2 separate regions of the Zea mays genome follow, and region 1 is linked to region 2. The links are chromatin contacts, called in public Hi-C maps. All regions are on one chromosome and are shown on one strand. Each heading gives the region's core, a stretch centred on a gene start, on an enhancer-like site or on the middle of the called end of the contact. The rest is flanking DNA. Distances are from core to core; before and after follow the strand shown.

Region 1 (3,746 bases), core at 488-2,987, 850 kb before region 2:
ACATCAACTTAACTAAAAGTGTATGATAAGATAAAAAAAGAGTAAGTTGCACCACAGTTCATAATCATTGTAGTTCCAACACCTTGTATGATGAAGTGACTTCTTCATCAAGGAAATTAAATTAACTAAAGAATGTTAATCAGCCTCCACTGTTTGTTTCCTAACTACAGACAAGCTACATTTTTAATGAAACAATATTCCATTCTCCCATATGGAGTTACATAACTCTAGTAGAGCCTCCACTGCTGTGGTCTAACTATAACATATCAATGGCGTATTTTCGTCTAAATGCAAAAAAAAAAGTCACTCACTTATTTAAGTAAACAGAGGCCATCAGTGTTGTCTCATCCCGGGCCATACCTTCATTTAGTATAGGTAAAAAAGGAACGTTAGCAGTAATCAATAAGCATGCTTAAATAAATAAACGAATTTATTTAGAAAACTAGAAACAATTTTTATGTGCAAAATTTATCTGGTAAAAAAAGTTGAAGCACACTATGTGTTTCTGGACATTCTAGTTGTATAAACATCAGCAGAAAGTGTTTCGATCAAATATGATGTTATTTTTAAGTTAAAGCATAAAAACATATTGCATTACAAACATTAGCAAGTGAGAAATTGAGTTTATTTCCAACAAATCAAAAGTTCTTTTTCTCACCTAAATGGAAAGTTCTAGTTGAAGGCAAAATTGATGTTGCGAGATCTGCAAGTGCAAGCCCTGCTCTAAGAATAGGTACAATCTGAAAGATATCCATAACATTCAGGATTAATTAAATAATAATGCCAAATTTGCATAAAAGACATACTGAAGAAGAAATACAAACCATTATTGGCTCCATCTCACTGACAGATTCAACAACCTCAGTGCCCACAGGTGACTGGATCTGCCGTGTTACTGTCGGCTACCATAAGAAAGCGGAGAACTATCTCAATGATAACATACTCAACAAAATAAAATCCATCATTACTGTCCGCCAGGGAAAAAATACTTTACATGCTTCCTTTTCGCATTGCGTTGATCATTATTTTCCACATGTACCAGATATTTATTTTAACATCGAATACTTGCACCGGCACCACCAAATGCAGTATTCCTATCTAGTTTTAGGTAAGAAAATTTATGAACATACCAACCAATCTCGTGTTGCCTCATAGATTAGCAATCTCCCTAGCTCCCCCATTGCACTCCCTGAAATTAATATTTTTGACAGTAAGTACGACGCGGTAAAGAAAAAACTAATCAGAAACAGCACAACACTTACTGAAGGCGTGGGAAGGGGTGGAGCGATCGCGGAGTACTGAGACCCAGTGGCTGATCAGCGGATGCACCGGCACCACCACCTTCCAACGACGCAATAAACCACCAACAACTTAATATCCGACGAGTATAACGGTACCAATGACAAATACAACGTGCGAGCGGGGTGGGTTCGTACCTTGAAATCGTCCATGGATACGGCGGCCGCCTGTCCGTTGTTACAGTTCTCCATCCTCAGCACGAGATTGGGACCTTTGCTGGAGGCCTATGGGGTTTAAAGAGAATAAATTAATCGGTGAAAGAAAGCGGCAGGGCGGCGGGATGGATGTGCAGGATGGGAGGGCGGCGGGGAAGCAGGGATGGATATGGGCGAGGTCGGCGTGACGGCCGTGCTGCAATTGTGCTGCGCGTGTTGTTGCGCAGGACGGGAAGGCGGCGGAGAAGCGGGGATACGGGGGAGGTCGGCGTGCTGCAATTGTGCTTCGCGTGTTTGGTTGTATTGTATTTGTATGTACCATAGATGGGCCAGGCCAGGCCAGGCTATTGGGCTGCGGTTCTTTTCACTGGGAACCCTATTTTACGGTAGTGCACCTGGGAGCATCATGCGGTTATGCGGTGCCTACTCGACACGTGAGGACCTCGTCTTCACGCCGCCTCTACCGCTCACGCGCGATAACATTAATGCCCCCGCTCGGTGGCGTACTTCCCCGATTCAAGCAAACACCCCTCTCCTTCCCCTCCGACGGTATAAGCGGCTACAGCTATCCTCTACCGGCTGCAACCCAAGGGAAGGTTCTATGGCAACCCTCCGTCCCTATTCCTCCCGTTGGCGGTTGGTTGATGAAGTTTCTCACTGCTCGCATGATGCATGCGCAGTGGTGGACGCAGGACCAAAATTTATGGGAACCAAAAACCACATTACAAAATTAAGCAAGACGATAAAAAATATAGTTGCATAAAATTCAAGTTCCATATCTATCAATATAACATACAAGTTCAAAGAAGAGAAGCAAATATACAACTAAGTTCTTTCTGACCGAATCAAGTCGTGCGTATGTTGTCAAATATCGATCTCCTCGAAGGGTCGGACACGGAGAAATAGACGGGGTCAGATGATGTCTCCAGCTAGGGCTGAAAAATTAGCTCAAGGCTCGCGAGCCGGCTCGAGCTCGGAGCGGCTCGGCTTGGCTCGGAGCGGCTCGCGAGCATCGAACGAGCCGAGCTGAGCCTCTTCTTCGAGCTCGTTTTTACAGCGAGCCGAGCCGAGCCGGCTCGTTCCAGCTCGCGAGCCAGCTCGCGAGCCTTGCAAAAATGATCAATTTATAGAATAATAATGAATATTAGATAATTTTATGGATAATAGCTTATTTTTTAGTTTTTGATGATGAATATATTACAAGTTATAATTTAATTTACTAATAATGTAGAATGATGATTCTATATTTTAAATTTATATAATGTTAATTCCTCAAATAATGTAAGGATAAGTACAAGAATATGGCTTGCGAGCCGAGCCGAGCCTCTTTCACCAGCTCGTGGAATGGACGAGCCGAGCCGAGCTCGTTCAGGCAACGAGCCGAGCTCGGCTCGGCTCGGCTCGTTTCCATCCTCCAGCTGCTGGGAATATGAGTTGGGCTTTTCGGGCCAGCACGAGCACGACTCGAAAAAGGAGCCCAAAGCACGACCCGGCACGAAATAATATGGGCCGTGCTAGCACTACCCGAAGGTGGGCTTGGGTCGGGCCTCAAATTCCGGCCCGTCGGGCCCCAGCATGGCCTGCATAGATGGGCCGGGCTTGGTCCGGCACTGCCCAATTAAGCTCAATTTATTTAATTTCTTTAATTTAGTAAGATATCGACTTTATATTGTTGTGATATTTGGAGTTTATGTGATCAAATGATGATAGGATTGTTTAATATCTTTAATTTAGTAAGCTATGAACTTTATGTGGTTGTAATATTTTGATATTATGCAGTCAAATATACGGGCCAAGCTTGGGCCGGCACGGCCCAATGAAGGCACGACGTGGTTTAGGGCCGGCCTGGGCGACGTCAGGTGTCAGGAAGGAGGCGGCGGTGTCAAGAACGGAGCACCTGGGCAGATTGGCCCCGGCAGGCCGGGATGTAAGAAGAAATGGGACCCGATGGATAGATGCGAGGACTAGACCAAAGAGGATGGAAGTTGAGAGAACTGCTTAGAGCAATTTTAGCCTATCCAAACCTTATTTTTATATACTTTACAATAGGTTAATATTAGGTATAAGAGGTTATAAAAAATTGAGGGGGTCCTTCTATGGCTCCGACGGTGTCGGAAAGAATAAGACTAGATAAATAGATGTGAGGATTAGACCAAGTAAAAGGACGAGAGTCGATAGAACTAGACTAATTTAACGAGAAGACCCATGACAGAACTGTTTTAGCCTATCTAAATCTTTATTTTTAAATATACTTAACAGTAAATAAACATGATATATAAAAGGTCATAAAAA
Region 2 (4,117 bases), core at 1,431-3,930:
GGGTAAAATTATATCCATGCCCTTGGACATTTGTGTCACACCCGGGTTTTAGGGATCCGTGCGCGAACATGATCACAAGGTGTGCTGGGACCAAGTCTCACACATATGATGAATCATGGCACAAGAACGAATGTTACAACTTTACTATATAATAGGAGTTCTGTACAAAATAAATAAATAATTACATCATAAGGAGACAACGATCCAGCAACCCAAAGTTGACTGGGAGACGACGACCTAGACCTCTCACGACCGCATCGCAGCATCCTTCATGCACCTCATCCTACGGTACCTGTTCTTGACCTGTGGGGGTGTGAGACAATAAGGGTGAGCTCACATACGTTCATAGCTCAACAAGTTGTGGGGAATAATGTGCATCAACTCACCAAATGTGGGAGTTCATGTGATGTGTAAGGTTGATCAATAATAGGGGTTAAAGCTGAGCATTGCTTTTAATAAGTTGGTCAAATTTTATTAGCAGTTACTAAATGTAAGTAAATACCAAACCATAATAAAAATAATAGAACAAAATTAATAAATACTCCTATGCAATGCAAATGACAAATTGAATTTAGTTCCATAGGTTAATCATGCGAGAGTCCAAAGCTGATCATGCCCGTGAGCTCGAGTTTTACACTCTGCAGAGGTTGTACCCTGTACCCACAAGTCGTGTATCCCATGTCGCCAGGGTTTGCAAGGCCCTTAGACACTCCCGGGGTGAATGCCTAGGGATCCACTATGAGGCCTTTACAAAGTTCCACTAGCTTTTGAAAACCCGCTACAGTTTATGGGAAGAGCAATTGTAGGAATCCCCCGTCTGACCGCCATCGCAGCAAAATCAACCCGAGAACCTCCCTACATGCCTACTCCCCTACTGCCCTTGCCCCTTTTGGGTAAGGTAGTATTCCACTAGCTTTCCTAATTAGTCAGCCAAGAGCGTCCCATTCCACCCTTGTGGTGGCACGTGTTTCTTAAGTTAAACTCCATGTTCCAATTAAAGATAATGATCTTGACATGAACTTAAATAAAATAACAAAATAATTGGAACATGGGTATAATGAAATATTAACCCAAAACCATATAAAGCAATAGTAAAACTACCCAAATGATTCAGGGATAAACAAGTTAAAAGGATATACAGGCTAGGGTGACCTATTGGGTCCCATCAAAATTAAACCTATGAATGAATAAGTGATATTGAAGAACATTATTGGGTAAAAAGTGGTCAAGGGCACAACTTGCCTTCAACGAGTTCCTGCTCATCAACTTCTATCCGCTGAACACCGGGATCCTCAGCCACTGGCTCTTCTACTCGCCACAATGCAAACAAGCATATTATATAGAAAAAATTAACATCACATTAAACATGTAAACCAAATACATAATAATAATCTACACATTAAAATAAGATCCTAGGAGCAAGAATCACAAATTTTGGAGTTATAGATTTTAAATTATGAATTTCCAAAGATTCTATGTGTTTGTACAAGATTAAATAGGAGATAAATTTTTAATGTGACTTTCATGTCAAAATAGTGTCTGACAGACAATAATATTACAAAATTATAGGAACTGGAATGGATTAATTTGGACTCAATATAAATTTTATATGAATTAAACAAATTCTAACTGTTATTTTTACATTAAAAATCATTTTCTATTACTTTTCCTGGATTTTCTCATCCCCTGGCCTGCGCACACGAAAACCATAGAGTGCAGGGGCCTCAGTGCAAGTTCCCTAAGAATCAGTGAATAGTCCTATGGATTGCAGGTTTATTTCACTATTTCCCAAGGTTTCTTATGAAAAAGTGCTCGGCGAAGGGTATGGATCCGTTTTGGTCGTTGGATTAGATCCGGACGGCACTGATTTGTTTGAGCTTTAAACGAACCGGTATTCAATCTCACCCACCAGATGCTAGATCTACGGCACATGTCTTAAATTGCTGAAACCAACCCGAGCGCGCAGGATCGGAATCGGACGGATCATAATCACCCGGTTGAATCGTTATCTCCGCGTCGCTACGAGATCGTAGGTTCGAGAACCACTAAATTCGGAGTTAAAACGAAGAACTTATGGATGAAACGATATTTTAGGCATAATAAATCTAATAGACGAGATCTAACATATATTGCATTTAAACTAAACATGTATTAAATTGAAATGTTTGAGTTAGTATTAATCACTTTAACATTTATTTATAAAATGAGTAAGTTATAACTATAAATTAGATTAACTAGATTGTCTAGCTAATTAACATTAATTAAACAAATAATTGATTACTTAATTAAAACATGTGTATGATTAAAATAATGTTATTACTACGTACGTAAAATTAATATAAACATAACACAATTTGAATGAAATAAATCAGACATCTAACGCAAAATATATCACATGTTTAATAATTTAGTAGGATTGCACATAAATAAGTGACATGACGCGATCCGATTGGTTAGATCGTGGTCACATAAATAATTACGGGGTAAATAGACGCACTATATTAGATTAGGTGGGTCATCTCTTACCTTTCTTCCTCAGCTCCTCGAATACACGCGGTGCGGTTCAACAAATTCTTCCAAACCCTCTGTGAATGCCTTACGACGGTGTATACTTCTTCCCCGTCTCTCTCTCTATCTTTCTCTTTTCTCTGTGTGGCTTCGGCGAGATGCTCTCGGTGCTCATGGGATGGCAAGGGGTAGCGATCATTATAAAGAGGCGAGGAACGAGTCCAACGCGGGTAGAGTTGGCCGGTAGACTCATCCCGGCATCCACGGAAACGGATGCTATGCTCGGTTTTCTTGAGTAGGGGCCCAACATATTTGGCCACTGCCTTACCAAATTTCTAGTAAGCACATATGAAGCATCAAAGGTATGGTAAGACATGCAAGGCACATTTGATGCAATATTGTAACACCCTCAATTTGGGGTATAAAATTTCTTTCTAATTACCTACCAAATTTAGGTGTTACTCTTCTCTCTCTCTAGTTTCTCTCTCTTTTTCTTTTGGGTAGATTTAGCTTAATTAATGAGGGATTAATTATTTTATTTTGTCAAAACAATATGAGTCATGAAATGTGGCATTATGCCGAGCTCCAAATATTCTTTGAATTGTTGCACATGCTTGATTTAGTTTGAATTTGAAAATTGGTTTGAATTTGAATTGAAGACCCTAGAGAAAATAAATAGAAAAGCATTAGAAATTCCCTAGAAAACGGAAAAAGCCATTTCAGCCCAATCGGCCCAACTCGGCCCAGCCAAGCCGCGCGCGCCCGCGTCGCCTCACAAGTGGACCCCACCTGCTAGCAATCGCCCGCGTCCGCGCATGTGTGTTCTCTCTCCCTCTCTCTCCCGCTGCCTGGTGGGCCAAGCCTCTCGGCGCCGACCCGTCCTCACCCACGCGTTCTTTCTCTCGCTGTCCCGTGGGACCTTCCTATCAGTGCTGACTGTCCGTTCGCGCTCGTTCCCTCTCTCTGCACCGCGAACCCCGCCTATCAGCCACCCCCAGTCACTAACCTCCCGCCCACTCTGCCGCCGTGGACGCGCCCACATCCGCACAATCCCCGGCCACCTCCACACGCCCTCGCCCCTTTAGAGCCCGCACCCCGCTCGCCCACTTTCCCCTACTCATTTGTGCCCTCAGCCGAGCACTCTCGCCCTCTCTCTCGCCCTGCGCGCATCCAGGCAGCTCCGCCGCCGCTCACCAAAGTCCAACGTCTGTTCTACGGCCGCCGTTGAGCTGCGCCGCGCCCATTGCCTCGGTGAGTTCCGCCTCGCCATCAGCAACTCGGGACACCCATCGGTTCGCTCCTAGCCCCTCTGGTCTGTCCGGTCCATGCTCACCGGAGTTCTCCCCGTGCAGCCGGAGCTCTACCACCATCGACCCAAGGTGTCACTGTGTCTCCTCCGTTGCTCCAGGACTCCAGTGTTTCCTCTCGAGGTGAGCAACCTCCCCGCGCCCGTATTTCTCTCTTGATTGCCCTGGTCTTCGCGCGATTGCTCGCCGGAGTAGATTCACCACCGTGGGACCATCCCACTGTGTTCTGCGCCCTCTAGTGCCTTCACGCTGGCGTTGTGCCCACGGTCGTGTTCGCTAGATTGCCTTGAATGCGCCCAAGT

Evidence for each region. A called contact is a pair of places that touch in the nucleus more often than the background predicts.
Region 1: a Hi-C map of bundle sheath shows a contact between it and region 2, with 4 times the contacts expected there. The contact joins the promoter of LOC100286008 here to the enhancer-like site in region 2. A contact is called at or near these places in 4 of 25 Hi-C or Micro-C datasets (bundle sheath, ear, endosperm and 1 more).

Annotation. Positions count from the first base shown.
Region 1 is chr10:45,702,784-45,706,529 of Zm-B73-REFERENCE-NAM-5.0, reverse strand. It overlaps LOC100286008, which reads right to left and starts at 1,737. Exons shown (of 11, transcript NM_001158896.2): 1 at 1,437-1,737; 2 at 1,263-1,341; 3 at 1,131-1,189; 4 at 825-902; 5 at 659-740; 6 at 312-360. The coding sequence starts at 1,490.
Region 2 is chr10:44,857,709-44,861,825 of Zm-B73-REFERENCE-NAM-5.0, reverse strand. No RefSeq gene overlaps it. Among protein-coding and RNA genes, the nearest start is that of LOC109943050, 4.5 kb to the left of the region's middle. Within about 2 kb of position 2,680, at least 1 of the 20 cell types and tissues checked has an H3K27ac peak or open chromatin away from gene starts, as enhancers often do. A contact at or near this core is called in bundle sheath, where this site is marked.